Linked DNA regions of Mus musculus: all the other regions are linked to region 1. The links are chromatin contacts, called in public HiChIP or PLAC-seq and promoter capture Hi-C maps. All regions are on one chromosome and are shown on one strand. Each heading gives the region's core, a stretch centred on a gene start, on an enhancer-like site or on the middle of the called end of the contact. The rest is flanking DNA. Distances are from core to core; before and after follow the strand shown.

Region 1 (3,979 bases), core at 1,060-3,559:
AGCAATGTCACAATTTCCGACTTATAAGACATGTGTCCTCAGGCTGGGGGGAAGTCTGATAGAATTAGATTAGTTCCAAACACTACTAAGTGGTGCCTTAGGAAGTCCTGACTGTCTCTAAGCTTGACTTTCCATCTTTAAATTGTTTGTACTAGGGTGTGGAAGAATGGCTCAGTGGTTTAAAATGCTTATCGCTCTTCAAGAGGAATTGGCAGTTCACAATAATCTGTACCTCCAGTTTCAAGGGATTTCATATCTTTTTTCCACCCTGAGCACCTGCATACATGTGGTACACGTACAGACAAGCATGTGTGCACACACACACAACATTTTAAGGAGAGAAAAAAAATGTAAAGACTTTGTACTCTACAGAATTATTAAGAGAACTAGAAATGAAAAGTCTGAGCCACCTCCAATGGTGCTTCTCTGAACATCTGAAGACTCAGGCCTGCATCCCCCTGAAACAGGAGACCCAGCAAAAAACTGTGAAGAATGTCCTGAGTCAAAGCGGTCTTCCTACAATCTACCCTACTCCTTCCCTCTCAGCCTTTCAACAGAAACCATCTTCCCCCTCTTAATTCTTGCCACAAGCCAGGTTAACGATTCCAGCTGGTCAGCTCCTGACATGCTGCACATTCTGAGGCCCCCCACAAAGCATCCCTCATGTCTTCTCCATTGCTTCACACACATCTTCATCTGATCCTTGATAGTACCCAGGATAACCTCCCACCATATCTCTATCTCTCTCTCTCTCTCTCTCTCTCTCTCTCCACTCCCCAAGTAAAACTCAAAAAATAGCTCTTGTAAGCTAAATAAAAAATAGCTCTATTAAGGAGTTCAGATGTCAGACCCTCTGAAGTCTTTTTCTGAATCTACTCTCTAATTCACCTAGAGCCAACTCAGAGCATTTTGTTTGAAGTTTGATTTATTTCATTGAGTTCACTCATGTAATTACTTAACAATTATCGACCAAGTACACACTAAGTGCCATGCACAGGTATAGAAGAAAGTCTAGCAAGAAGTTTAACAAACAGCTCTGGAGCTGACCTACTTTATAGTCTTGGGTCTCCTACTTTGTTACCTGTGTGACCTTGGACAACTTATGCCAATAGGACCTCAGTTCCCCATAAGCTACAAAATGGACTAATCAAACTTTTGGTGGTATATGCCCCTCCTTAATCCTAGCACTCATGAGACAAGCAGACACAGAGTCCTGGGCCAGCCTGACTTAATATTGAGACCCTGTCTCAAAACAAAACAGAGGAAGAGGTACTAACAATTCTACTGCTCATTGATTGGTTGAAAAATTAAATAATACCTGTAAAGAGCTGCCAGTCTGAAATAAAACAGGAGCTTTTATTCTTGTAAGTTCCGGTGATAAAGTCATGAATTACACAAGAACTTCAGCCAAGCTATCAGCTAGAGCTCTAATGGGAAACACAATAAACACAATTTGTTTCAAACTGTGTTGGATGCTGAGAAAATCATAAATGTGTGGCAGTAGTGTGGGAAGTCGCTTGAGACTGTGGTCAAGGAAGGATTCTTGGATGACACCTGAGCTGTAACAAGAAGACAGCCAGGTTAACGATAACTGAAGAAACATCGAACACCTGGGATCTTCTAGGAAGAACAAGGAGGTCCTGAGGCAAAAATAAGTATCTTATGAAGATGAGGAAACAGGCCAGGAAAGGGATGGGAAGGTCAGTGGGCACCAGCACATCTTGTAAAAGCCAAGTGAGGCTATTCCTCCTGTTCGACGTGGTAAGGACCAACTGTAGGTTTTTAGTTGAAGAGCGGATAAGGCATATGACCTAATACACAGTAGCTGAAACTCTCCTTTTGCTGCCTCACGGAGAAAGGCACGTGAACAAGATTGGAAATGGAAGAACACTTTCAAAACGTGCTGCAGCACACGCAACGAGAAGCACAAGACAAGTGAAACCGGGTAGAGCACGGAACAAATCCGGAACCGAGAGAGCCAAGGCGGTGGAAAATGACTTGAGGCGGCCGGCTGCCCCCGAGTGCCAGCGGCCCCATGTATCTGGTCCCCGGGACGGCGGCTCCCATTCCCGCCCGCACGCTCCTCCGGCCCGCGCCCTCCCGCCGCGCCGCTCACCCGGATGCCCTGCAGCACCCGGACCCGCTCCTCCTCATCCATCTCGAAGGACACCCTTCGGGCCTCGGCGCTCTCGGCGCTGCCCATGACAGGAGGCGGGCAGGGCGTGAGGCCACGCGAGCCGGCTCCACAGCAACCAGGACGACGCTGCTCAGCGGCCTACGCTCGTCACTCGGGACACAGGCCAGCAACACTGCGCTCTATTGGCTGCTGGGGCTGGCGCGCGTTGCCCTGTGGGATTTGTAGTCCAGCATTCTGGCGCCATTAAAAAGCTCTGGAAGGGGGCGTGGCTCTCTGAGGTAGGGGTACCTGTGGGCTGGAAAATTGGACAGAGGGCCAGCCAAATAGACGCTGAGACAAGGTCATGGTTTCTTATAAATCTTATCCCTGAAGCAAAGTAAAAGTCGTGTTCTAAGAATAAACTACCAAGGATGCTAAGACAACTGTTAATGATCTATGTTCATGTTAAGCATTCAGCAGACTTGTACTGAGCCACCCCATGTAACCTGCTTGAGTCATGAAAGAAACAAATTTCAAACACAAGTGAATCTACTGTAGTGCAAGGGAAACGACACTGTAATACCGCGAGACAAATTAATAAATTGTGGCAACCTCACAGATGGAGCCTTTACACAAATGGAGCCTTTAAGACCTAAAGGTGAGTGTAGTTTGCCATGAGATGATAGAGAAAGTACTATGCTAGGGACCAACTGTTAATCCCAATGATGGGAGGAGAAAGACCACCGGCCCAAACCATCCTGGGCAAGTTAATTAAAACAAACTTTTAATTCTTGTACATAGGCTGTCTTCTCCTAAGATGGAGTTCAAGAGGTCAGACTTTGAGGTAGAAAAGATTTTTATAGGTCAAGGATAAGGGGTTTCCAAATTTGAGGAGGGGTGGGGTATGGGAGACAAATAGACACAAAATATAACTAGTTAGTCTTAACCTCTTGTGAAACAAAGGCATGTTTCTTAGTGTTTCTATTGCTATGAAGAGACACCATGGGTGACTCTTAGAAAGAAAAATATTTAGCCTGGTGTGGTAGCCCATGCCTTTAATCCCAGCACTCAGGAGGCAGAAACAGGCAGAAACAGGCCTGTGAGTTTGAGGCCAGTCTGGTCTACAAAGAGAGTCCAGGAGGGCTTGTTACACAGAGAAACCCTGTCCAAAAAAAAAAAAAAAAAAAAAAAAAAAACCCTAGGACTGGTATGGTGCTAGAGGAGGGAATGAGAGTTCTGCATCCTGGTTGACAGGCAGCAGGAAGTAAGATGGCTTGAGCTTCTGAAACCTCAGAACCCATACCACCCCAGTGACACACTTCCTCCAACAAAGCCACACCTACTCCAACAAGGCCATACCTCCCAGTAGTGCCACCATTCATTCTCTATGGACCAAGTATTCAAACACATGAGTCTATGGGAGCCATTCCTATTTAAACCGCCATAACATGTTGCAAGTGTTAGAGTCTGAGAATCACTGAAGGAAGGCCCCAGACTCAAACAGTATGTAAAGGCAAACAATATTTATTCTGCAAAAACAACCAGCATGCGTGGGTCAATCATTCATCAAAATGGTGACCAGAAGAGGAGCTCTTCTTAATCAGGGCTAGTGGAGTTTGCTGAAAGGGTTAAGTAATCTCTAACATGATTAGCTAGGTGTATGGCAGTTACATTAATACAATTTCTGATTGCTTGCTATATTAGTTTTACCATTTTTGGTCAGGAATTTCAGAAACTAGCCCAATTCAGAGTTTGTTATCTCTCTCAGCCAGTTGTCCCAGGAACTGACTCGGTTCTGGTTCATTCTCCCTCTCAGCCAAAAGTCAGGACCCGTATTGACTAACGATCCATTGTCTGTGACTC
Region 2 (3,979 bases), core at 883-3,382, 720 kb before region 1:
GAAAGCCAGGGCCCCAGAACCCAGTGTGTGTCCTCCTGCACGGTCCCGCTCAGCCCTGGCAGGCAGGCTCTTCTGTCTACCACCAGCTGCACTCGGCCCTCCCCTGTCAGCAGCTTTCAAGTCAGATCCCCCTAAGCCCTTAGCAGACACCAGCATGGGAGGTGGCTGGGCAGCATCTGCCACTCTGCCCCCACAGCCCGGAGTGGCAGCCACAACAGAGATGCACCCCCACCCCACACCCCCATCCCCCACCCCCACCCGACTCCACTGATGTTTGCCGCTGAGAAAGAGTGCATGAGTGAAGCGTTCTTCTTTCTACACAAAGGTGTAGAAAGGAGGCACGCTGATAGACACACGTGTGCCTGCACAGAGATGGGGGCATACAAACGGGGTGAGGGAGAGAAGAGGAAAGGAGGGACCCTGATTGTCATCCCACTGGTCACCAGGATGGGGTCATGAGAGTCAGGTCTCCATACTGACTTGCACTGCTGGCAGAGATGGTGTGGTCCCTACCTAGAGAGAGAGAGCAGACCTCCCAGAGCTTTGCAAAGATCTGGGTGGTCTGTGTAGATGTCCCAGGCCAACATCAATAGACACTTCCCCATAAAATGTGCCCAGGGCAGGCACAGCAGTGTGAGGGGTCAGTTACCTCTCTGACTTTTTGTTTTATTTATCTATCTATTTATTTAGAGACAGGGTCTTGCTCTGCAGCCCAGACTGGACTTGGATTCCCAATCCTCCTGCCCCTTAGGTTCCAAAGAGCTGGAATTACAGTTAAGTACAACCCTAATCAGCGTTCTCCCACCTCCGCCCTTCTCCAGACATTTTCCTGGTGTTCTATCATTGACAGTCTCAAAGTAAGGGCCCACCACCTATTCATATCAAACAAGGTCTTCACCTGACTTCACATAGACGCCTCCTCGAATTTGTATACATTACACTGGGTGGGTTTTGGTGGGGTAACTGCCTGAGCACTAGTGGCCAGTCCCATGCCTGTCTCCACTGGAGGGGAAGCGACGCAGTCGAGGACACGCGTTCACCAAGTCTTGTAGCCCACCCAGCCCAGCACCCTGCTCCTGCCCCAGGCCCACCTTAGGACAGGGTCCCAGCTCCGATCTTCCCTGAGAAAGCTGCTCTCCCATGTCCTGGTCTGACCCACCTTTGCAGTCAGCCTTCCTCCCTCCCCTTCTGTGGTGGCGGCTTGCCTCTGAGCCTGTCAAGCTTTTGTGCCCGCCCCCTACACTCGCACACACCCCTGAATCCCATGTCTACCCTGAGAAGCTGTCTCTTTCTCCCTCACACACATATTTCTTACCTGCCTCAGGCCCCGACCTGTCACACGCCCACACTAACGAGGTATCCGGAGTGACTGCTGAATGAAAACCACGTACCCGAGTCTCACACACAGCCCCATATGGCGGCAGTCGCTGTCGCAGACCTACCCCTTTGTCAGCTCCTAATAAAGTTGCCCCGCGCAGTCGAGGACACGCGTTCACAACGACACGCACACGCCTTCCCAGGCAAGCTCCACGCACATGTAAACATCCACCTCGGCCACGCAGCTCTTTCTTTCTCGGCCCTCGGCATCCCCGGCCCACGCGCTTTGGGTACCCGCCGGACCTTTACGATGCGATTTCTCCAAGGGTGTCACCCGTGCGCTCTCGCCTCCCTGCTGAGCTTCTCTACACCCTCGCGCGCACACACGCACACGCCCCTCTGCTCCTTGGCCGCAGACTGGTCACCTGTCACCTGTCACCTGGCGAGGGGTGGGGCGCGGACACCCTGGTGCAGCGGCCCCGCCGCCGCCGTCCTCGAGCGCGCGCGTGGCACGGAGCATCCAGCGCCCAGGACAGGGCGCCTGGGGGGTCCCCGCGCCAGGCCCCGCGCCGCCGCCTCCTCCCCGCGCGCGGCCGACCCCGCGCGCCCCACAGCCTTTGTTCTGCGGCGCTGCCAGCACTGGCCCGTGGCGCGCTGCGCCCTCGCGGCTTGGCCCGGCCCCACTCACCGGCGGCCAGCAGCAACAGCAGCGGCGGCGGCAGTCGGGCGGCCCGCAGCGGCCGGGCCATGGTGCAGCGTTGCCGCCCGCAGCCGCAGCGCCGCGGCGCCCGGGCCGGCCTCGGGGGCGCGCAAAGCGAAGGCGGCGGCGCGCGTGCGCCCCGTTGGCCTGCGTACCCGCCACTCACGCGCTCATCCGCCCAATCGATGCAGCGGAGGGATCGGGGGCGGGACCCTATTGCGGAGTCCGGCTTCGCACCTGCACCTCGGGCCTCGAGCACTTCGCCACCCGGGGGGGGGGACCTCCCTGGGAAGCGGGTCCCGAACCTTTTGTGCAGCAGACCGGGCCCCAGTTACAGCGAAGGAGACAGAGGCCAGGATCAGCAGGGACCTGTTGGGGCACGTGGCCTGGGGATCCTGAAGGCCGGAGAGGACCAGGCTTTGGTGAAGGGACTGGGCAAGAGCAGAGAGCTGAACTCTGTGCCGGGTGTAGTTTATTTTCATTTTATGTGTGTGAATGTTTTCCCTACATGTACATATGTGCACCACGTGCGTGTTTGAAGTCCACTGATGGTTGTTGAGCCACCATGTGGGTGCTGGGAACTGAACTTGGGTCAGTCCATGCTCTTAACCTCTGACCCACTACAGCTTCCAGGGGTAGTTTAGACCCCCAATTTCCAGTTGGCTTTCACAGCCTGAGGAGATTTGTCCTTGTCTTCAGACATCTTGTGGGAGTCACCTTTCTCTCTAGCCAGCGCTTCTCCTTGACTTCAAGTTTCTTTTTGTGCCAATATGGCAAATCCGACAGGCATTGCTCTTCCTAAGTGTCAGGAGGGCAGGAACATTCCTCAGCATGTTCCAGAGCCACAAGTGTAGGAAGGCAGGTTAAGCACAAACGGAGGCAGAGGGGACCTTCTATGGAGACATTTATAGGATGCATGGATGTTGGGTAAGCTGGGTTTTGGCGAAACCATTCTAGATACAGAGAGAAACTGTGGCAATTCTCAGATAGAAAGATGTCTCACTTCTTTAAGTGACAGTGAAAACACTGACTGAAGCGTGACTGTCCCACGCCTGTAATATTTGTACCGCACTAGAAGGGATTCAGGTTAAGACCAGGGCAGTCTGAGCGACATAAGATTGTCTGGTGGGGGAGGGGAGCTAGAGAGACAGCTCCGCACAGAGTTTGTGGCTCTTGGAGGACCCAGATTTGGTTCCCAGCACCCACACTTGCTACTGTCTGTAACTCCAGCTCCAGGAAACCCAGTGCCTAGTCTTCTACTAGATTGAATCAGTCTGTACTTAAAGGCATGCTGTGTTGGGAGAGAGACTCTAGGTTTGTGTTTTAAAAAAGAAGAAAAGGCTTTGGACTCCTTCCGAAATAATAAGGATCAGACTTGACAGAGGGCGACTCCCTGAAGATCTTGGCTACAGACAAGAAGAGGAAGACTGGCAAGATCAACAAGATGGGTAATGTATACACTGATCCCTATACTTGGGGACAGCTCTGGGACTTAAATGTCTATATACAGACAACAAATTGTATTGACTACAAAATTCTCAGGGCTTATTATGACATACCATCTTTTCAGATAGTGTAAATGGAGATTTGAGTTTGATTATATGATCAGACTAACTTCTAAAGAAAGACAGTTGTCTTTCACCTGTTCAAACAGCAGAAAATCATTCTTAATTGATCTCCGCACCCCGCACTTTCAATGCAAATGTCGATAAGGTTTGTATATTGCAGAATGGAAGACCAAGAAGGCAGCCCTGACAGGATTCACCCTCGAGGATCCTGAGCTACTGAGACCTACTGTTCCAGCTTCTTGCTTGATCCTACTTCAGCTGTATCAAAGCTATTTCCTCTAAAGACTTGCTTCCGGGACATTTTCAGAATAATTAGCTCACTTGGCCCAGCCTTTCAGACTGTTCCAGTCAGACTTCATTTAAGCCTACACTTTCTCAACATACAGAGACTGGA
Region 3 (3,979 bases), core at 866-3,365, 690 kb before region 1:
ACCCATCCTTACTAGCAGGGTGTCATGGACAAGATAAACCAGAGCCACATTCTGTGAAGAGTCCAAGTAGCCTGGGCCTTGCTAGACCTGGTGACAACGGAGAGGGGTAGAGTCACCACAGGCCTGGAAGGACCCTGCAGGTGGGTAATCCCTTTACTGTAATGGGATAGAAAGAGGTGTGGTTTGTAATTTTGAAAGATCAGAACAGCGAGTGAGATTGACATAGGGAGGGTCCCAGTGTCCCAAACATGCTTTAGGTTCCCAAGATGGGCACAGCTGTCCATACCCTGCACTGGTGCAAGCCAGGAACACTACCTGACCGATCCCCATTCATGTGACTTCCTGGATGCCACACTGTCCTGTATGCAGAGGCCACAGTGATGGAGGAGCAACTGCCTCTGCTGCCAGAGGGAAAGAGGCATTCGATGACCTCCATCACTCAGCAAATGCCGTAAAAATCTCCCAGACATCACACATGGAGCCCCGAATTCCAGAGGGTCAAGTGCAGAGTGACATACTGTTACTGTTCTTCTGAGACATAGCCCTGGCTAGCCTCAAACTTGAGACGATAGTTCTTTATTTTTATTTTTATTTATTTATTTATTTATTTATTTATTTCAGAGACAGGGTTTCTCTGTGTAGCCCTGGCTGTCCTGGAACTCACTCTGTAGACCAGGCTGGCCTCGAACTCAGAAATTCGCCTGCCTCTGCCTCCCAAGTGCTGGGATTAAAGGTGTGTGAGACAATATTTCTGTCTCAGCCTCAAGAGCACTGGGATTACAAACATATCATCCCACCACACCCCGTTTGCTTAGTCCCTAGGCCCTTGTGATTGACAGTGGGGTTTGGGGACAGGTGCTGGAGAAAAGGCTTAGTGGTTATGAGCATGGTTAGAAGCCCTGAGTTCAATTCCTGTGGCCTTTTTGACACCTGGAGGTCAAGGAGGGCCTAGGACATGTATTTTGCTATTATTCCTAAACAGGGCACTGTATTCTCTTGGCAGGAAGTTGGGAGCTCTTGATGGTTTTCAGGGTGGCTGTTACAGACCTTGTAGGCGCAGGCAGGCACAGCCAGCTTCTGTGACTAAGACCAAAATGGACAAATGGGACTAACCTGGAAGTCTCAGGGATGCTAAGTCTCGGACCAATCACAAAGAGGCCCAGAGTCATTCCAGCCCCTGTGTGACCAGGACGGGGCAGTCCTGGGATCCTATAATAAACAGGTGCCTACATCTTTAACCAGCACTGAGGCACCTCTAAGGTGTTGCTGAGACACACTGCCCCCCCCCCCAATGCCTGAGGAAGGGGTAGGCAAGTCAATACCTACTCTTGAGGGAGAGCCCAGGAAGCTCTCTGTGAAGAGAGAATGTGAGAAGACAGGCCCGAGGTTGCATGCAGAGAAGCCCAAGGGCAGCCACAAGTTTGAAAATACATGGCCTATAGGGCAGATCCTGTGGCCGGCCAAAGGTGCACAGGTAAGCAGATGACCTGAGATGAGGCCTCCAAGTTGCCCTGGGGGTGTCCCACAGGGAGGGAAGGCGACAGACAGGAAAGACTGTCCCTCTGGAAGGCACCTGCTTAAGCAAGAGATCTGGTCTGGCCACTTCCTAGCTGGATGGCTTTGGACTTATTCCCTTAACCCCTTCAGGTTTCTTCTGCAAAACGCCACTAATAGCACCCAGCCTTCAGGGTGACTGAGACCAGGACTGGAGCCCTGTAAACGCCAGATCCCTTTGAAGTGGGCAAGCACAGGGCGTCCGAGGAAGGGATGCCCTTCCTTCCCTCCTTCCTAGTCCAGGTGACCAGAGGTCAGTATTTATGGGGCGCCGGTCCCTTAGGCGCCATCCTCAAAGACATAGGGCGACCCGGTCGGAGGACTGGAGCTGTCCGCAGAAAGATGCGGGGCAAAGGCACAGCGTGCTCAGTACGCTTCCCGAAACGCTTTAGGGGTAAGCTGTGCAGAAAAAAAATTCTCCCCTTTGAAGTTTCCGTCACCCACACTTTGCTTTGCTTCGACTGCAGTCCCTTTAAGAGCTCCGCGGGCCGCCTCGCCCATCTGAGGAATTTTATTGGTCTGTTCCACTCCTGTGGGTGGAATCCCGTTACGATAGGCTGCTGGAGGCCGAGGGGGCGGGGATGAGTGCCACAAACAGGGGTTGTGACTGTTTTCACAGTTTTGCTTAGACGAAAAACACTAGCCAAGGCGCCTGAGAGTCGCCGCTGCCAGGGGAGGACCGGGGAAGTCCGCGGGTCCCGTGAGTCCTGCGCGCTGGCGGCGTCCGGCCACCTCTGACCGATCCACGTAGCATCTCAGCTGCGGTTCTTGCGCGACGCTCCCCGGTTCTCGCTACCTCGCAGGGGTCGGAGTCCCGCGGCCTGCGCAGCCCTGCTCTCAGGTAAGCGCGGCCGAGTCCTCATCTCCTGCTCCGCCAAGCTAGCGAGGAGGCCCTGCCCCTGCTCCTTCTTCGGGTTCGGGCCTACCGTCTCCTTCTGTCCCCGTGCCACTTGGGGTACAGCCGCAAGACAACCTTTGAGAAGTTTCTGGGGACCCTAGCGGTCAGGACCGGATCCTGGATGGAGCTGGACACCCGCCGCTCCGGGTGCAGCCAGAGCTCAGCGGCAGCCGGAAAGACCAGCCCATGCTCTGCCTCTGCCTTCCTGGCCTTGCGGAAGGAAGGGCAACTCCACTTAGCTCCGTAGCGAGGAGGGGGTGGTGGGGTCTGGGGTCCAGACACCCCCAATCCTTGTCCAGCCTGGTTGCATTGTGCTGGAAATGTGTGCGCGTCATAGCATTTTTTTGAGATCTTACCTGTTCTAGAGGGTTGGGTCACAAGACCTAGGACAGACAAGACACACAAGCATGTAAATACACCTGCTGCCGATGGAGTCCCAGTTCTATAAACAGCACACCAAAGAACTGGGTGGTGGTGGAGGAATCGGGAGGTGGAGGCAGGGGGGAAATCAGAAGTTCAAGACCTGCCTTGGCTTTTTGCAGAGTTGGAGGCTAGCCTGGGCCCAATGAGACCCTATCTTTAAAAACAATCATTGAAAGAACAACAGCCAGGTGGGCTAGATAAAGTCCACTTAGAGGGGGAGGTAATGAGTCAAATGATGGGATCAAGCTGCGGGTAAGCAAACACAAAGGCCCCTGAGGTAGGGGAGATATAAGTTGGTGGCTAAAGAAGGGCAAGAAGGATTGTCAGGAGGCAGAGGGCAGGTCACCTGGACCATCCCTTCTTCCTGTTGTCCACAGTGGCCTCTTAGGACACAATCTCTCCTCTATCACTGAGGCTGACAGATTCAGAGAGGCATGGAACTTAGCCTCTATCCTCTGGGGATTTCCTATGCTGCTCTGCAGCTAGATTTAGAGGCTTAGCAGCCTAGGAGGGAAGGGAGAGAACTTTGGGGGGCTGCTTGCACTGCTACCTTCTACTGGGTAGGAATCCCATAAAAGAACTCAGAAGGTTTGGGCAATCCCATTGCACAGATGGGAAAGACAAGCTCTCTCAACCTCTCCCAGGGCAGGGAGAGAAGGCCCTTGGGGAGGTGTCTGGGGTGTCCGAACAGGTCCCACCTAGGCCCAACAAGCTAGCCACAGAGGGTAGGAGGAAGGCGAGGCTTGAGTCGTGGGCAGGAGCCTGGCCTCTGGAGAATGCGCTGAGGTCAGAGCTGCCCTTTCAGGTTCACGGGTGGAAGAAACCTTACCTCAGTTCCCCCGGTCTCCAGAGGCCTGGGCTCCTCCATGATGCTCTGTTGCTCCTTCAAGATGTCATAGCTCTTCTTTGTCCCAGTCTGCCCCCTCTCCTTCCTCTTTTCCCTGGTGGGCCAGCTCCTTTCACTTCTCTATCATTGCATGTGCCCAAGGCCAGAAGATCTGGGGGAGAAGCCCTGGGCCCTAGGATAGAGGGTGGGGTCTGTGGATCCCCTGGGCCATGCCTGCTCCTCCTTTGATTGGGGTCCTGATGGTGCTTGTCCAGTGT
Region 4 (3,979 bases), core at 842-3,341, 670 kb before region 1:
GGTCCGCAGGGCAGATGCCTCAGGCTGAAGCAGCTGTGTGTCCTCTGCCTGCCTGTTTCTGGAATCCAGGAGAGTTTCTTTGGATGCTGTTCACAAAGGGTCTTCAAAATGAGTCAGGGAGAAGCAAGCATTAGCTTTGTCAACAGCCCTGAGTGGGTCCTCGGGACAGTCTGGCACTAGGAACCATCATATTGGGACACATTTTTTTGTTCTTTTAGCATTGAGCTGAATGAGCTGAGCAGCCTGTTTCTAAAACCTGAAGAAAGGTGAGTACACAGATCACACACCTCACATGCAAATGACAGTTTGAGTTTGTACCAATCACAGCAAACCTTGCATGCAAATGAGGATTCGTGTTTGCACCAATCACCATAAGCCTTACATACAAATAAACATTTGTATTTACACCAATTACAGCAAGCCTTACATGCAAATGATGGTTTGAGTTTGCACCAACCACAGCCTAACTCTTTTCGCTCTAATTAGAGCCAGGGAGGTTTGTGTTTAGGCCACTCACAGCCTTCCTTCTTGCCACCAATCACAGCAGTCCCTCTGCTAGACCACCAGAGGAAGTACTCCTTTCTGGTCTCTAGGAAGAAATGGCTTCAGAATTATTTAGAGTTCACCAAGATTTGTAATAACCAAAGTCTTATACTAAAACAGCCCTGACTAGGCTATACTTTCATGAGCTGTAGCAATCAGCTGCAATTGTGTAGTTTCCTCTAGGCATAAGAGTAATCTGGTTGACTATCTGATAGTCGTTTTGCTCAGAGAAACTAGGGAGGATCTAATAGCTGCTAATTAGGGAGTCAAATTGCTCTTCTCCCCCCTAGTGTCTTTGTTTATTTGCAGGAACATGAACATCAGAGGGGTGTGCTTACAGTAAGAACCTAGAGAATTTATAATTAACAATAATAGTGATTTTTAACAGTGCCCAGCACCATCCCAGCACTCGAGGGTTAGTGGGGTCTCCTCCTCTGTCTCAGGCTTCTCAGAACCATTGTAGCTGTCCACCTGGTGGCTAGGGAGTTGCCACAGTGTCATTGGCCCAACCATTTCAGTCTTATCCTGCCTTTGGCCAAAGGGAATCTGTGTTTGAGCATAGAACACCCAAGCAGGCTGGAAGGCCAGAGAGTGCAGGGAGAAGGTGAACCTTTTCTTCCAATGGCTCCAACACTTCCAGCCCATGGCAGGCAGTGACACTGATAGGGGACACCCAATCCTCAGGCCCTGCCTGGCCAGTGGGCCTAGTAATGTTCCTGATGGCCAAGGTATCAAGTCAGGCCCATTGGTGAAGAGTTGGCTCATCTTCAGCATCTTCAGTCTTTACTGCCCTGATGCCTTGATCACTGAGCTCTGGATTTTGTTTTTGTTCATTTCTTTGCTCACTATGTTGCACTGGCTTGCCAGGAGTTCCCTTTGTAGACCAGGCTGGCCTGGAACTCAGGCTCCTCTGCTTGAGTCTGGGTAATGCTTCCTAGTGGTGAGATGTTTGTCCCAGGTCTCAGGCCAACTCAACCTCAGAGCAGGAGCAGCTGTGGCTATGGACACACCACCACACCCTGCTTTCCCTGGCTGCCCAGGTCACACAGGAACTCCAGTGAGCTACAGCTCCTCCCACATTTTGCTCAGGGGAAAAAGCTTCCAGGCTGGGGAAAGACTTAGTCTGCTCCCACCCATGAGGCAGGCGCAGACGATGGCTGAGCAATTTTAGAGGGAGGGAGAGAAAGCATACAGAGCCCATTATGCAAAACCACAGGAAAGCTTTGAGGGCACCTCCAGGAACCTCTAGCCTAAAAGAAAATACAAAACACTCAGACACACAGACACAGACACACACAGACACACACAGACACACACACACACACTTCAAAGGATTTTAAAATGTGGCACCAAAAAAAGATAAAAGAAAAAAAAACCACACCCTTTGACCTATAAATTCCATCTCTGGGCACGTGGCCGAGGAGAGAATTAAGGACATGTGCCAAGGCTTAGCTTGAAGGAATGTCCCTGCAGAGCAGCCTGTAATAACAAAATGCTGGCAACAGTCTAGACTCCAGTGAGGGAGTGGTTACATCTGCTTTGGCTAGAAAGCACAATGGCATGCTATTCAGCTCTCAAAGGACTGGCAGGGCTGTTTACCCGGGAAGATAAGCATCATTTATTATTGAGCAAAAAAGAAAAGCAGCTTGCAGAGGGAGGAATGTGTAAAGATTGGCATATCAAGATATCATCTGCTAAAGCAGAGAGCTGGAAGTACCCTTAATGTCCAACAAGAGGGGATTCACTGTGAAGTGACACACAGGCTTTCAGGAGAGCCACAGGGGTTCAAGATACATTCTGATGAAGAAGAGACTCCAGACGGAGTGTAATGGAGAGGTATAACAGGCAGAGCCAAGCTTAGAGTGCATGTGTGTGTGTGTGTCCATCTGTCCTTATGTCCACATCTCTCTATATGCATAAAGAAATCTTGCAAGGATTCAGTGGGCGTGCTTATCTTGGGGGCAGGGTGGGAGCCAGGTGTGGAAAGGGATCCTTTCTACTACAGACCCATTATTCCAAGTTCTGTGTGTCCTCTCTTGCAAAGTCTACATTAAAAACAAAAGACCAGACAGCACAGGCATGCGCAGGAGAGCTCCATACAGAGGGGCCCATCCACAGGGCTGCTGAGCACCTGCTCATTTCCTCCACGCGTTTGTCAGAGCACCTGCATCTGTGAGAGTTCTCAGGGCCTCCTCTGTCTAAGGCCTGTGAGAGGCTAGGCTTAAAGGGCTGGGATACTGTGAGGGAGAGCTTGGCTGTGAGCAGGGCCCCCTGGGGGGGGGGAGGGATCTGCCTCTTTGTTCTTGCTGGCTGCCATGCTAATTTTCTGTTAGGCTACTGAGGCTACTGAGAATCACCCCTGTGACACCCTCCACCAGGAACAGAGTGATTAGGTGTCACAATGCTTCCTATTGAATAGAGACCCTCCCCCTGCCCCCCAGTGTGTCTCTAGGAGACCCATGACCTCTTGGCCTCTTCCCTGCCTGAGGAGACTGATGGGAGGGGAAGGGGCACAAAGGCAGGGGCTTGACAGTGCATGGGACCTGCCTGACTGGATGCCGCTCAAAGCAGGGCTCATGGCCAGACCCTGACTTTGGCCCTGTGTGCAGCAGCCCTCTTCCAGCCTGCTGCTCCCAATCTGCAGTTGCTCATTCATGCAGACATTTACTAAATACCTACTATGTGCCAGTCAGTGCTCTAGGCTCTGGTGGTGTATAGAATAGACAGGGCCCCTGTCCTCTGGGCTGTGTTCTACTAGAAATCACAGATAACAGGCAAATAAATAGCCTGGATGAGAAGGGGGGGGGGTGATGTAAAGAGGCTATTGTTAGCTGGGGAGGCAGTGGAGACTAAGGCCATAAAGGAGAGAAGATACAGGCAGAGTTGCTTCCCAACATACCCAGAATGCCAGTTTAGGCAAAACCAAATGTTAGGACTAAACTACGGAGTCCAGGAAGAGTTAGAGGAGGCTGGTCTTGTCTGTGTGTGCTGGGATAGTCCTCTTTGAAGGAGGACAGGTTACCTGCATTGACTCAGAGTGGAAAGGGAACTGCCAGTGTTATTCAGCACAGTAGTGGACATCCCCAGACTCCTGGCCATGGGTCTTCATGGCGTTTGCTGAAGGCTAGGGTGGCTGGACTCCCAGGATACTGTGGAGCAGGGAGGTGGGTCTACTCCCTGGGTGTGAGTCCTGACCTCCAGCTCTAGCTTCCCCTCCCTGTAACAGGGTGAGTCTCCTGTTCTTAGAGGTAGTCCAGTGAAGGTTGGACAGCCAGCCCAGAGGCTTCCCAGTGCAGTCTGGGGCATACTGCTGCACTGGGTACTCACAGCCCTCCCCAGCCAGAGGCCCTCTTCCTGTGACATAGCAGAGCTTATGTAACACCAGCTCCTGGGCAGGGTGTTGTCAGCAGTTCCAAGGAGACAATGCCCTAGCTCC
Region 5 (3,979 bases), core at 575-3,074, 640 kb before region 1:
TGTGTTATTTCCCTTCAAAATACAAAATACCTGCCTCCCCACTAAAGACTTGCTTTCATGGGCTAAGAATGGTGCACTGGCTCTTTTGCTAGGCATATACATGGATTTTGTTGTTAGGTTTTGTTTCTGAGACAGGGTCTAACTCTGTAGCTCAGGCTAGCCTGGAACTCATTATTTAGCCCAGATTGGCCTAGAACTCATGGCAATCCTCCTATTTTGGCTTCTGAGTGCTGAAATTACCACCAACTCTGACCCTTTCTGCCATTTCTGATGGAACTGCAAACACCACCATGGAGAAGCAACCCACACCAGCATCTTTACTGTTTGCATCATTCTCAGTGCCCTGGGAGCCATACCTTAGTGAGCTTCCACTGTCTAGTGGGCTCCTTTATACCTCTAAGAATATTCAAACAACCTCGTCCTTATGCTTTTCTGTTTGAGCTCAGCAAAAGAGCTGGTTTGATCTTGTCTAGCACCGAGTGTAAGAGATGTCTTTTCAACTTGTACACATGCATGCCTTCTATAGTGGGCAGTGGGGTAAGCTTAAGAGCTCTTCTGTCTATGGAACTCACCTTCCTGTGAGAGCCAATGATTCTTTTGTCTGGAAAGTGACAGGTTTGGGTATCCCTAGGTGGGATAATCTTAGCATAAAACACTGAGGTGGAAGACAAGACCCGTTGACTGTTAGTAAGGAGGACTTGGCAGTCGTTTAGCCTCAGCAGTGAGAGAGGTCATAGAGAAGGATGTGAAAGAACATCTCCCTTGGTCTCACTTCCAGAGGAAGAGAATAGCACCAGTCATGAGATGCCTTGTGGTGAGAATGGTAGCTTAACCACCACCCCTGCCACATAAGTCACATCCAGTTGGGGGTGATATAATGACCTTTGTTACCTGTTTGAACTTTTAATGAACTTTGTTTTACCCTGTAACCCTGTGTGTTAGTTAGCTTTCTACTGCTGTGAAAAAATAACAGGGGGAATGGCTTGTTTGATTCGCACATTCAGAGGTTTCTGAGGCCCTAACATCATGGTGGAAGCACATGATGGAGCAGAACTGGTCATATCATGGTGGCCGAGAAGCTAAGAGACACAGGAAATGACTTGGCTCCCAATATGGCCTTCAAGACACACTTCCAATGCTCTGATTCTTCCCATCTACCTCCTAGAGGTTTCACTAACTCCCTATAGAAGCTGGAGACTTCTGGGGCGGGGAGGGTGTGCACTCATGAGTATAACACCTTGTCTCAGTGGCATGTGGGGGAATGCAGAGGGTCACTCCCTCAGGTGAGAATAGTGCAGTGTCACAGACACATGACCTGAGGTGGAGACAATGTGCAGATGCCTCTGAGAGAGAATGTCAGCACTAGCCCTGGAGGTCTCCGGGGACTTGAAGACATCTTCTGGGGTTTCCAGTCATATACAGTTCAACGCTGGGACCTTCTACTTTAGCTGTTCTGGCAGACACTGGTCCTGGGACTTCAAGAAACTCCTCGGGGTCTCCCTGGCAGCTGGTTGAGAAGTCTTAGTTTTGCTCGTTTTATATCAGCTGTGTCAGCCCTCTCCTCATCCCCATGAAGAAGCTGAGCCCATGCAAACCACCTTGTGAGATGTGATCAAACCCCAGGTTATTATTGCCAGTAACGCAGGCATGACAACTTAATGACAACAGACAGGTGATTAATGGGAACACAAATAGAAACAAGTCACAGTGAAATTTCTTTGTCATTTCCGTTAGCAGGTCAGATCTGGTTTTAGCACTGTATGTGGCCTGTACTTTCCCAAGATGGCCTTAATCATACCTTTTTCCCATGGGGTCCTCTGGCGCATGACCACAACACCCTTGCCTCACAGAGGTGTGGTTCAACTTCCTGATACTGTTTGAGTCAGAGGTGTCCTTCAGGCGTGTGTTTGGACACTCAGCCTTCAGCAAGTGGCCCCCCTCTACAGGCTGTAAAGCCTTTGGCAGGTGGGGCGTGGCTGGCAAAGTGGGTTGGTGGGAGAGGATGGGCCTTGAGACCTGGCTCCAGTGCTTAACTCAGTACTCTCTGCTTCCCACTTCCTGCTGTGATGCGATCCGTGACCTGCTCTGGGCACCATGAACTTTGACAAGACTTCCCCACCAGGAAGGACTGTACTGTCTCAGCCTGTGAGCCAGCAGAAACCTTCCTTCCCAGGTTGCTTCTGTCAAGTATTTTGCCACAATGATGAAGAAAACTGACCAATGCCCTCCCCTCCCTTGGATCTGGGTGTACATGGGTCTTCTTCAACATGGGCTTTGGCAACCGATGTGCTGTGGCATGTAGCCAGATGGCTGCTGCCTTCCTGTGGGGACACTCCTGCTGGGGTCTTGGAGCCACTAGAGAAGTACAGATGGGCTGTGGACAAGAGTGCTTGGTACGTCCTGTCCAGCCTTTGACCAGCCTCAGTGGATTGTGGTCTCACTCAGAGTCCATCTGAAGTTGTGCAGGAGGCTTCAAGTGGGACTGACTCAGTGGAGGGGCCAGCAAGGAATCCATGTGTAAAGCTAATGGGGCTTGTCCAATAGTACACTGAGTCTTAGTTAATGCTGTTAAGTAGCAGCAGTATCCGAAGCACAGTTGGCATTACTGTTGGACTCCACAAAAGACAGGTCTGGCGTGAACAACCATGCATACTTAGCCATGCAGTGTGCAGTGTGGGCGGTGGAGGGATGACCTGGTCTGTCCTCACTCCACCCTTACAGATGTACTCACAGGCATCACTTGCCTGAGCCTGTGTCCTCTTCTGTAAAGCGGAGATTCAAGCAGAGCTGTTATGTGAGGGTCATAGCTGGCACCAGCTGCCACAAATTGACACCTTAGATGGACTCATTCTCTCTGTTCTGTAGGCTATGCATTTGGGGTCAGGGCAGAACAGCCAGGGCTTCCTAACTTCTTGTTGTGTGTTGTGCGATTTCTTCTTTGGGCATACTTGAAGAGAGGGAGTGTGTCTCTATGAAGACACTAATTCTGTTGGATCAGATCCCCGCTCAAATTCATGACCTCATTTAACTGAAATTTATTCCTGATAGGTTTTATCTCCAAATATAGTATGAGGTGAGGATATGTTGTGAATGTGAAGTTTGAAGGAGACACAATTAGTTTAGGGTGAGGGGGTTAAGGGGCTGGCCCCTGTGGCATGCAAGCGCCTGAGATCCATGCTATTACAGTTGCCATCTTCAGGCTCTTGCCCCTTCTCCTGTGTGCTGTTTCCAAATGACCTGAGACATGTCTGCATATTAGCAATATCTGCTGTGGCCTTGGGAGGGGAACTAGGACTTGCATGCCAGGGTTTCCCTGGGCCTGTGGTTAGCTTCCCACCTGGGAATCTGCAGGTCTGAAAAGCCTCTGAACCCAGCCTTCTGCTGCCTCCCCATTGGCTGTCCTGACCATCACCTAATGAAAGGCAAGGACCAGGAGGGACGGTTGAACAATCTTGGTTGGAGCTACTTTGCTCTGTACCTCAGTTTGACCATCAGCAACCTGACTTGAAGGTCTGTAGCTCCCAGAAGATAGAATCTGTCAGGGTGGGTGCCAGGAGACTGTGGGGGCAGTGGATACAGGCAGATCCTTGCTAGCCTTATGGGGTAGGTATCAATCTGTGGGCTTCCTCCACCCCCAACTACTCTTGAGCATCCTCAACATATTCTCTGCTGTTCTGATGCCCTGTTGCCTTGGAGACCACTCACAGGCTTCCTGGGGCTGAGGATGGAGGAGACAGTTCTGGGGTACTGGGAGGACAGAGTGACATCTTGGAGCAGCCCACAGGCCTGTACCACATGCCAGTCCTCTGCACCGCAGGAAGACCAAGGCTGAGAGTAGTCCTGTCTGGCTCTGGGCCAGGGCAGGCTCTTCCTAGCTGTTAAGGAGAACTGGAGCTGTCTTCTGTCTTCTACGCTCTCAGTGGGCGTGGAGCCAGCCGTGGCTCAGCTGAAGGGCCAGCAGGGGGCTACAGTGGTGTGG
Region 6 (3,979 bases), core at 446-2,945, 610 kb before region 1:
GAAACCCTCTACCACCCTCCCGTCAGAATCCTGGGTGGCCATCTGCAAGCACCATGAAGCCTGGGCACATGTGTCCACCACGGGGAGAGCCGGCACCTCAAGTTTGTGAAGGTGGCTCAGATTCAGGCTTCGTTGACAGTTTGTCCCTCCACTGACCAGTATTCTGGCCTCTCCCTGTGGTGTTTTTAGCTCTGGAATTCCATTCCAGATCACATTGTCAAAATTCAACCGAGGTGGCTGGAGAGGTGGTTCAGTGGTTAGTGCTCTCATAGAGGCCCTGGATATGTTCCCAGCACTCACAGGGCAGCTCACAACCCTGTGTAACCCTGTGAGTGCCACAGGACCTGACACTCTCTTCTGGCCTCTGTGGCACCAGGTACACATACATACATGTAGGCGAAACACTCATACACATAACGATGAATTTAAAACCTCACCTGCTTCGTGTCTCTCCTGGTAGGTCTTCCTCTTCCGTATGGATGACCTGAGGTTTTCCATTGCAGCTTCTGGGGACAGCTTTTGACCCAGTGGGTGCTGAAGGCACCAATGACTGCAGGGAATTTAAGTACAGAGTGGAGAAAAAGAACGTTGTAGAGAGGACAGGAGACAGAGGAGTGATGTCCCTAAGACAAACCACCTGTCTTCTGCTTTTGCAGAGGAACACTAGGAAACAAGTCGAGAAGGCTTTGCCCACTAGCTCCGCATCAAACAGCTGGAAGGAGTCACTGCACAGACCTGGGCCAAGCCCCCTCTGGAGCCTGTCCTGGAGTTGGGCTGAAGTAACAGTGGCTCTCACCTGTGCCAGCAAGATGAGGATGAAGAGATCCTCCAGTCCACCCTACCCTCCGCACAGTCCAGCCCACTTCTGTCTTTCTCTAGCTTGCTTTCGACCCCTGCTCTGCATGTCCCAGATTTTGCTTTCTGCTTCACTTTGGGAGGGAAACATCTCCCAATTTCTCTCCCTCTTTCTGAATCAATAGCTTAGCTGGGCAAGGCAGAAAATGAAATTTACACTCAATGGTTTCCACGGCAACCAGGGGGTGCTGAGCTGCTTTCTCCTGCTCTTGGGGGCATGTTCTTCCTGAGAGAAAGCAGGTATCAGAAGTCTGCAGCTTGAGGTTGGGATGGAGTTTAAACAGAACTGAGACTGAGCCCCATCCTCATCCCCTCCCCACCCGCCCCCACCTTTCCCCTTGGCTCTGAGCATGAGGGATAGGTGCCCTCTGACCTCACTAGCTCGGGAAAGGAAGCTTCAGGAACCATTATCTTCAGTTGGCCAGAGTGGTGCCTTCTCTACCTCTGGGTTTAGGTGGGCACTGCACTAAGTGCTGGAAGGATTTTATTTATTTATTTTTATTTCAATTGTCAGAGGAAGGCATTATTATTGTTTTGTTTTGTTTGTTTGTTTTATTTTGTTTGTTTATTTATTTTCCAAGACAGAGTTTTTCTGTGTAGCTCTGGCTGTCCTGGAACTCACTTTGTAGATCAGGCTGGTCTTGAACTCACAGAGACAAATGCTGGGACCAAAGGCATGTGCCACTATGCCCAGCTGGGAAGCATTATTGCTAACCTGCATGCTATCCCATGGGGGAAAGCAAGTCCTGGAAATATTAACCTTGTAGCATGGCTCAGAGTCAACACCCTGCAGACAGGAGCCTGGGACTGGGACCTGTGGTCACGATGGGAGTGTAGCATTCCATGCTACAGGCAACCCAGGGATGTGCAGACTCATTTCCTGCCTCTCCAGTTCTCTGGATTAGACAAGGCTGAAAGCCCGGCTCTGCAGCCCTTTGCAGCCCGAGTACATGCCATCTGAACCACACTTCCTTAGCTGAGCACTGACTGGAGGGGTGAACAGTGTCCGCTGTGTAGGCACAAAGTCCTCAGGCACTGGGGTGCAGCCTGGTGTGCAGCAGTTCTCAGTATTGGTGGCCGTCCCACTGGCCACAGGGCTAAGAGGTGCCCAGCATGAGCCAGTCACCTGCTCACACATGCCCTGCTGTGTGTGGTGGGTGCTGTGAGAGGCACCAGCTGTGGGAGTCGAGAGGAGGTAGCTGTCAGAAAGATCTGGGCTTCAGGAGGCTTTCTGGGGAAGCTCTGGGGCAGCCAGGACAGAAGGCACTTGAGGCAAAGGCTGACAGAGGGAAGGAGTGAGTTTTGGAAGTCTGTTAGAGGAGCGTGGGGCAGGCTGAGGTTCAGGTATACTGCATGTCATCTCTGCCCACACCGTATCCACGCTCTTTCCACAGCTGAGCGGGTTTTCTGTGGTTGGCACTACCCACTAAGTGTGTGAACGGGTGCACAACCTGGTCTCAGCCCAGGAGAGGCTCACACCACTCCGGCTGTTGTGGTTGGTTGAGAATTGGGCACAGGCCTATTGGCTCTGGGTGAGTGGAATCCTTGCTTATAAGGTGGTGAGAACATGGCCAGCCTGGGCTTTGGGAAGGTTCTAGGGTAGTCGAGGAAGGAGACTTGCCGTGGGGGACAGAAGTTTGATGGATGAGTGTGGGTGGACAGGCAAGTTACCAATAGCTCGTGTCCTTTATGAGCTACCTGGAAACCTCTTTGGCAGGAGTGAGAAAACTGGGCTATCCCAAGCCTGAAGCTCGAGTGTGCCCTCCTGGGAACAAAGCTACCACAGAGAGAAAAGTGGCAAACGAGTCTTGGATGCGTTCCTAAACCCACCCTGAAGCCCAAGGATTTCCTGGCACAGTGTATCTCCTTAGTTTCACTCATGTTCGTGAGGTCTGGGATCACGTCTTTTACATTGGAAAGACCTCATTAGACCAGAGGGCAGAGAGGGTAGCAGACATCAGACCGTAGGGACCGGAATCTCAGTGAGGGGCTCTGGGTGAGTGGAATCCTTGCTTATAAGGTGGTGAGAACATGGCCAGCCTGGGCTTTGGGAAGGTCCTAGGGCAGTCGAGGAAGGAGACTTGCCATGGGGGACAGAAGTTTGATGGGTGAGTGTGGGTAGGCAGGCAAGTTACATTAGCTTCAGACCCCTGCTGTGACAGATCACCTCAAATCCAGAGAGGCCAGGGCTGAAGTGGGCACAGAGACCCAATCAAGCTGTCAACTGAGGGACTTTCTATACAGAAGCCTGCTTGGTCAGTGTCCATAGACTGCCTGGCTTCAGGCTTGTGGTTCCAACCTTGGCTTCTATCTCAGGATCTTTCCTTTCTGATTCTGGTCTCTGAGAAACACCATAAGATAGCCTTGCTCATGTGGAAAGTCCAGGATAGTCTTTGAGGCTCAAGACCTCAAACCCAGTCACACCTACAAAGCCTCTTTTCAGCTTAAACTGGCAAGTGCCCAGGTCCAAGGATCCGGATGTGGACATCTTTGGTGGGCACTACGTTACTGACCACATGGGAAGAAGGGTTAGAGGCAGCAGTGGGCAGGAGATACAGAGAGAGGCCAAGGGCTTGAGCATAGAGGTCCTGTAGACTGGGCACTGATTCAAAGCCCAGCCCTACGATCTCTGGGGAGTGGCTGCCTGAGGCCACTGCCTACACAGTAGCCTTTGATGAGGCCATTGCTGAGTCCTACCCTTACATTTCTGTCCCTCTTTACTGGGTCTTCTGGGAGTATCCCGGTGACCCTCACACTGGACCGTTGTCTTGGGTGGCAGTGAGAGAGCCTGCTTCCTTGTGATTGAGGTGAGAGATGCAGAATGGGTGAGACAACCAGGCACTGTCCTGACATCCCTATGGCATTCCTTCTGCCTCTCCCTCCTCCCCAGAATCTTGATGAACATCAGGGACAGTCTTTATGGAGTTGTCCCTGTGGCTTCGTTTGGACTCCTCTGCTGGGATGGCCAGCAGCTTCCTTAGCATCATCCCCATTGTATAACAGAGGCATGTGGATGGACAGACAGACAGACAATGAGGGCAAAGGACTCTCCTGAGCTATAGGATAAAAAAAGGAAAAGTAATGTAAGCAGATCATGGCTGGGCTTAAAATGGGTGTATTTAAC
Region 7 (3,979 bases), core at 561-3,060, 590 kb before region 1:
AGCCGCGGTCCCTGAGGGCTGAGAGGGAGGACTTCACAGGCTGGATCTGGTCCTGTGGACAGCTGTAGGTAGTCGTCAGTGGGGTTCTGCCGCATAGTCTTGGGGGAGGGTAGACCTCGGAGCGTTGTAGAGCATGTTGGGTAAGTTTCCTGCTGGCTGTTAGAGCCTCAGTCCACAGCCAGGAACCACGCCTGATAGTCCACACTGAATCAGGATGAGATGGGAAAAATAAAGAACAAATACATCCCCAAAGAGAGCTAAGAGGGCAGCCCTAAAAAAGAAAGGGCAGCCCTAATAAAGAAAGAAAGACCAAAAAAAAAAAAAAAAAAAAAAAGGAAGGAAGGAAGGAAGGAAGGAAGGAAGGAAGGAAGAAAGAAAAGACCCAGGTGGGGAATTTGTACGACATCTTGCAAAAAACCAAAAAACAGACTGGGAACCCTGTGTTCATTTTTCCCATTGTTATGTCTTAGTGAATGGAAGTTTGTGAGTCATGGGTCCAGCACTGAGTGGGTGGAACACTACATGTTTATAGGCTGGGGCTTTCTTAGGAGCCTCTGAGTCCCTCTTCTGATGGTCTAGATCCTTATAGTAGAGACAGAGAAGATGGGGATTAGAAACCAGGAAATGGCTAATTCATTCATTCATTCATTCGTCCCTGTGCTTGTCCTGTTTGAAGCATGAAGACCACAACAGTGATCAGGCAATCCCTAAGGCCTCAGTGGTGGTTTGGGAAGGAGTCACAGTAGCAACGAATGACCAGTTCAAAGGTCCTGGGGCAGGAGCAAGCCGGCCATCGCAGGGAGCAGTTCAGAGGCCAGGATAGCTAGAATGATATGGTTGGTGGAACAAATGAAGTCAGAGCCGGGCAGGCACCGCGACCACTCAAGAGCTCTCTCTCAGTGAAGATTACAGACAAGATCTGATGTGCTCTTTAGAAGATTTTTCCCCCCAAGGCACAGGCATGAGAAGAAGAGGTTCAAGGTCAGAGTAGGGTCTAAGGTCACTCACTGTCTGGAGGTGGGAATGGAACCAGGGTGTGGCAGTGGAGGGATCTTACACTGACACATATCAGTGTGAGTCCGGCAGGATTGGCTTGTAGTTCTCTGTGGCAGAGCTGGAGAAGTGCAGGGTGGTACCCAAAGCACCTCTGCAGGTTCCTTGGGTGAGCACCAAGGCTCTGGATTTCTGTGGGGAAATAAGAAAGAAATCCTGAGGATTTCTTCTGTGGGGCTGGGCAGAGATTCAATCCTGGTGGGCACAGGGTGGAGGGTGAAAGAGCAGCCCGGACAGAGTAAGGCTCAGGGGGTGTGACTGGGACTTGGGTCTGGTCCTGCACCTGCTCTGACCACCGTATCTTTCAACCCCCTACTCTACTCTTTGCGAGCACAGTTTGTCTGCTATTAACTGGCTAGGCCCCCCAGTCACTAGCCTCGGCTGAGACTCTGCCCTGGCTCCCCGCCTCCCTGCTGTGGCAGCCTCTGGGATTCACAATTTCAGCCTGACACCATAGTAACCACTTAGTGCGGTTCAAGATTCCAGTGTCATCCCTGGTCGCGCTTGAATAGGATGAGGCAGGGTGGGGGAGGGGAGGGCCCTGCAGAACCGCAATTATTTCTCAGTTGCCAAGGAAAATGTAAACAGAAGGTCAGCCTTGGCGGAGACTCTGTTTTATTTTTCCCTTTGTAGGATGGGTTGATTTGGGGAGATTAAATTGTGTGTTATTTTTCTTCCTGGGCTTCCCATCCTCCCGTCGGCCCGTTGACAGAGGCAATACAGCTGCAGAGACTGGGACTGAGACTGCACCGCAGCTGCCGCTCCAGCCTGCCCGGAAGCTGGAGAAGCCCCGCCCAGCTGTCCCCACCCACCAGAGTGCAGCCCCGGAGCCTGACCTGGGATTTTAGCCTGAAGTCAGGGCGAATAGTGTGGGTGTGAACCCTCGGCTCAGCAGAGGAACCAGCCGAACTACAGGAAGCTAGAAGAATGACCTGACAACTCACAGAACAAGGGAAAACAAGGAATTGTGCTGATTTAAGTTGCTAAAGCCAGGCAAGGTGGCTCATGCCTTCATCCCAGCACTTGGGAGGCAGAGGCAGGCAACCTCTGTGAGTTTGAGGCTAGCTTGGTTTACAAAGCTAGTTTCAGGCAGCCAGGGCTGTTACCCAGAGAAGCCCTGTCTCAAAAGAACAAACAAACAAACAAACAAAAGTTGCTGAGACTCGGGCTAGTTCCTTAGGTGGCGAAAGTTCCCTGATACATCCTACTGTTCTCTCTGACCAGGAGGGTTTCTTTTGCAGGAGAGGGAGTCATTGTCCCCGGTTTCTCACGCTCTGGATGGCGACTAGGCCTCCCTCGGGAGGCAGTGGGGGCTCTGTTGCCTCGAGGAAGTCCTCCCTCGCCTTCACTGTAGACCGTATGCATACCAGATTGGAGTTGTCTTTAGTTGTGTGCGTGGGACTTCTACTTTGAACTCTTCCAGAGAAGGGTCCTGCCATGTTTGAGGTCCCAGCCCTGGTGTCAGTCTTAATTTCAGTTGCTGCATCGGGGACCTGGGAGAGATGCTTTCAGATAGACTTGGCTGTTGCCTCTGGTCTCGGGTTATCATCTGGCCTGGAGGCTGGACCCTGTGAGGAACCAGCTTTACACTTGGCTCAGGAGCACCAGAATCCATCAGGACTGAAAAATACTGCCTGCCATCTACCTTCACCAAGCCTTGAGCTGACCTTATTAGACAGCCGCAAGAGGGAGAGGGAAAAGGAGAGGAGGAGGAAGCTGCCAACAAGGTTTCTGGCATCAGGGGGCCAGTTTCTTCAGCAGCTCCTGAGTGCTTCTTCCTACATCTTTCCTGGATATGGGAATCACAATGGAACCAGATGTGAGCTGGAGGGTCCTGATGCCAGTTAGCTCTGCACGGCCAGAGCCCTTTAACCATGGCTTTAGGAAGCCTGTTTACTGTGGAGACCCAAAATTAACTTTGTGCTGCAGGGTTAGGCAGATCTAGCAGCCTCCTGGCTCAGCAGCAGGGAGAACTCTGGTGGGGTGCTTGCTCTCTCTTCCTGACCTCTCCCACCAAGGATGTTTGCACTTTGTAACCTGGGTGCTACCCAACCTCCCTCACCCCCTGGAGGATCCAGCTCCATGCTGCCTAGAAAACCCAGCCTGGAGGCTCCACAGGCCACAGCTGGCCCTGGTGGAGTGTGCCTGCTCACTGAGCTCCAAGTCCTTCCTTCGCCTCCTCTGAGCCCCATTTTACCGAAACATGCACATGGACAATGGATTCTCTGTTTTGCTGGCACACAGGCTGTTCCTGCTCAGGTGTTTTGTTTTGTTTTTTTTCCCTTTGCGGCTCCTGAAATCAAGTCTGTTTACCTTACGCCATGATCCTTTCAAGAATCAGAAAGGGACCTATACCTTCTCACCTCTTCTAAGCAACCTGCACTCCTCTGGGAAGGCAGGTACACAACCCTTTCTGGCCCTCCATCACTCCTGCTGTGTGCCATGGCACTATGCACACACCCGAGTTTCCTGGCCACCCTTGGTGCCCATTGCACAGAGGCAAAGTAGAGGCTTACAGAAGATAAGAACCCAGAGCTGGTGCAGCCTTTCTGCACATCCATGCATGTGGGTTTCAACAAGGACTCCTGAATGCCAATGAGCACCCAGAGGAAACAGTAAGTGGGGGCAGGGTACGCAGTGCAGTGGTAGCATCCCTTCTGCAAGCTGATCTTCTAGCCACACTCTGGTACCCAGAAGGATCGCTGGGAGAAGCAGGGTGGGAGGGGAGGAAATATCAACTCCAGGGTGGCAGAGGCAGTCACTGAGGCTGTGCATAGCATGAGCATCGTGCTCTGTTCTTGATGCTGTCTGAGCGTGTCACTCAGCAGAGCCCTGGCTGAGAAGCAGGTTTCCTGACTGGAGACTCGGCAGCAGCAGAGGGTCTGGGGTTTGTCCACACACAGCTGCTGCTGTCTAGGGTAGAGGG

Evidence for each region. Promoter capture Hi-C pulls out the DNA fragments that hold promoters and counts their contacts. HiChIP or PLAC-seq counts read pairs in DNA pulled down with a chosen protein or histone mark.
Region 2: a promoter capture Hi-C map of second pharyngeal arch cranial neural crest shows a contact between it and region 1. The contact joins the promoter of Podxl2 here to the promoter of Chchd6 in region 1. A contact is called at or near these places in 9 of 39 promoter capture datasets (3T3-L1-derived adipocytes, cranial neural crest, frontonasal cranial neural crest and 5 more), 2 of 115 datasets of contacts at active chromatin or transcription factors (embryonic forebrain and pancreatic cancer cells) and 1 of 9 other capture datasets (embryonic stem cells).
Region 3: a FOXA1 HiChIP or PLAC-seq map of pancreatic cancer cells shows a contact between it and region 1. The contact joins the promoter of Tpra1 here to the promoter of Chchd6 in region 1. A contact is called at or near these places in 20 of 39 promoter capture datasets (the 3T3-L1 cell line, 3T3-L1-derived adipocytes, the C10 cell line and 12 more), 1 of 15 datasets of contacts at CTCF or cohesin (large pre-B cells), 5 of 484 Hi-C or Micro-C datasets (B cells, CD4 T cells, bone marrow-derived macrophages and 1 more), 27 of 115 datasets of contacts at active chromatin or transcription factors (the 230-238 cell line, the NIH/3T3 cell line, T-cell acute lymphoblastic leukemia and 18 more) and 5 of 9 other capture datasets (adipose tissue, embryonic stem cells, liver and 2 more).
Region 4: a contact with region 1 is called in an H3K4me3 HiChIP or PLAC-seq map of embryonic basal ganglia, with 6 times the contacts expected there. The contact joins the enhancer-like site here to the promoter of Chchd6 in region 1. A contact is called at or near these places in 8 of 39 promoter capture datasets (the 3T3-L1 cell line, the C10 cell line, cranial neural crest and 3 more), 2 of 15 datasets of contacts at CTCF or cohesin (large pre-B cells and stem cell-derived epiblast-like cells), 3 of 484 Hi-C or Micro-C datasets (B cells, bone marrow-derived macrophages and cerebral cortex), 11 of 115 datasets of contacts at active chromatin or transcription factors (bone marrow-derived macrophages, craniofacial prominence, embryonic basal ganglia and 8 more) and 4 of 9 other capture datasets (adipose tissue, liver, macrophages and 1 more).
Region 5: a contact with region 1 is called in an HNF4G HiChIP or PLAC-seq map of pancreatic cancer cells. The contact joins the enhancer-like site here to the promoter of Chchd6 in region 1. A contact is called at or near these places in 4 of 39 promoter capture datasets (cranial neural crest, frontonasal cranial neural crest, hippocampal neurons and 1 more), 1 of 15 datasets of contacts at CTCF or cohesin (large pre-B cells), 2 of 484 Hi-C or Micro-C datasets (bone marrow-derived macrophages and cerebral cortex), 9 of 115 datasets of contacts at active chromatin or transcription factors (bone marrow-derived macrophages, craniofacial prominence, embryonic basal ganglia and 6 more) and 3 of 9 other capture datasets (adipose tissue, liver and pancreatic islet).
Region 6: a FOXA1 HiChIP or PLAC-seq map of pancreatic cancer cells shows a contact between it and region 1. The contact joins the enhancer-like site here to the promoter of Chchd6 in region 1. A contact is called at or near these places in 7 of 39 promoter capture datasets (the 3T3-L1 cell line, the C10 cell line, cranial neural crest and 4 more), 1 of 15 datasets of contacts at CTCF or cohesin (large pre-B cells), 3 of 484 Hi-C or Micro-C datasets (bone marrow-derived macrophages and cortical neurons), 8 of 115 datasets of contacts at active chromatin or transcription factors (differentiating embryonic stem cells, embryonic basal ganglia, embryonic midbrain and 5 more) and 5 of 9 other capture datasets (adipose tissue, embryonic stem cells, liver and 2 more).
Region 7: a contact with region 1 is called in a promoter capture Hi-C map of embryonic stem cells, with 5 times the contacts expected there. The contact joins the enhancer-like site here to the promoter of Chchd6 in region 1. A contact is called at or near these places in 4 of 39 promoter capture datasets (cranial neural crest, embryonic stem cells, neural stem cells and 1 more), 2 of 15 datasets of contacts at CTCF or cohesin (the NIH/3T3 cell line and large pre-B cells), 1 of 484 Hi-C or Micro-C datasets (bone marrow-derived macrophages), 4 of 115 datasets of contacts at active chromatin or transcription factors (differentiating embryonic stem cells, embryonic basal ganglia, embryonic stem cells and 1 more) and 2 of 9 other capture datasets (liver and macrophages).

What each region holds. Positions count from the first base shown.
Region 1 is chr6:89,593,343-89,597,321 of GRCm38.p6, forward strand. Chchd6 (coiled-coil-helix-coiled-coil-helix domain containing 6) reads right to left here and starts at 2,310. Exons shown (of 8, transcript NM_025351.3): 1 at 2,117-2,310. The coding sequence starts at 2,203.
Region 2 is chr6:88,872,914-88,876,892 of GRCm38.p6, forward strand. Podxl2 (podocalyxin-like 2) reads right to left here and starts at 2,133. Exons shown (of 8, transcript NM_001347327.2): 1 at 2,006-2,133. The coding sequence starts at 2,066.
Region 3 is chr6:88,900,136-88,904,114 of GRCm38.p6, forward strand. Tpra1 (transmembrane protein, adipocyte asscociated 1) reads left to right here and starts at 2,116. Exons shown (of 12, transcript NM_011906.2): 1 at 2,116-2,395.
Region 4 is chr6:88,923,065-88,927,043 of GRCm38.p6, forward strand. No RefSeq gene overlaps it. Among named protein-coding and RNA genes, the nearest start is that of Gm36268, 8.0 kb to the left of the region's middle. Within about 2 kb of position 2,092, at least 227 of the 459 cell types and tissues checked have an H3K27ac peak or open chromatin away from gene starts, as enhancers often do. A contact at or near this core is called in adipose tissue, bone marrow-derived macrophages, craniofacial prominence and 7 more, where this site is marked.
Region 5 is chr6:88,956,192-88,960,170 of GRCm38.p6, forward strand. No RefSeq gene overlaps it. Among named protein-coding and RNA genes, the nearest start is that of Gm36409, 16 kb to the right of the region's middle. Within about 2 kb of position 1,825, at least 31 of the 459 cell types and tissues checked have an H3K27ac peak or open chromatin away from gene starts, as enhancers often do. A contact at or near this core is called in cerebral cortex, hippocampal neurons and pancreatic cancer cells, where this site is marked.
Region 6 is chr6:88,983,341-88,987,319 of GRCm38.p6, forward strand. The region is part of intron 1 of Gm36505 (a long non-coding RNA gene); the gene reads left to right. Among named protein-coding and RNA genes, the nearest start is that of Gm36505, 6.6 kb to the left of the region's middle. Within about 2 kb of position 1,696, at least 22 of the 459 cell types and tissues checked have an H3K27ac peak or open chromatin away from gene starts, as enhancers often do. A contact at or near this core is called in pancreatic cancer cells, where this site is marked.
Region 7 is chr6:89,007,206-89,011,184 of GRCm38.p6, forward strand. No RefSeq gene overlaps it. Among named protein-coding and RNA genes, the nearest start is that of Gm36639, 15 kb to the right of the region's middle. Within about 2 kb of position 1,811, at least 136 of the 459 cell types and tissues checked have an H3K27ac peak or open chromatin away from gene starts, as enhancers often do. A contact at or near this core is called in bone marrow-derived macrophages, differentiating embryonic stem cells, embryonic basal ganglia and 2 more, where this site is marked.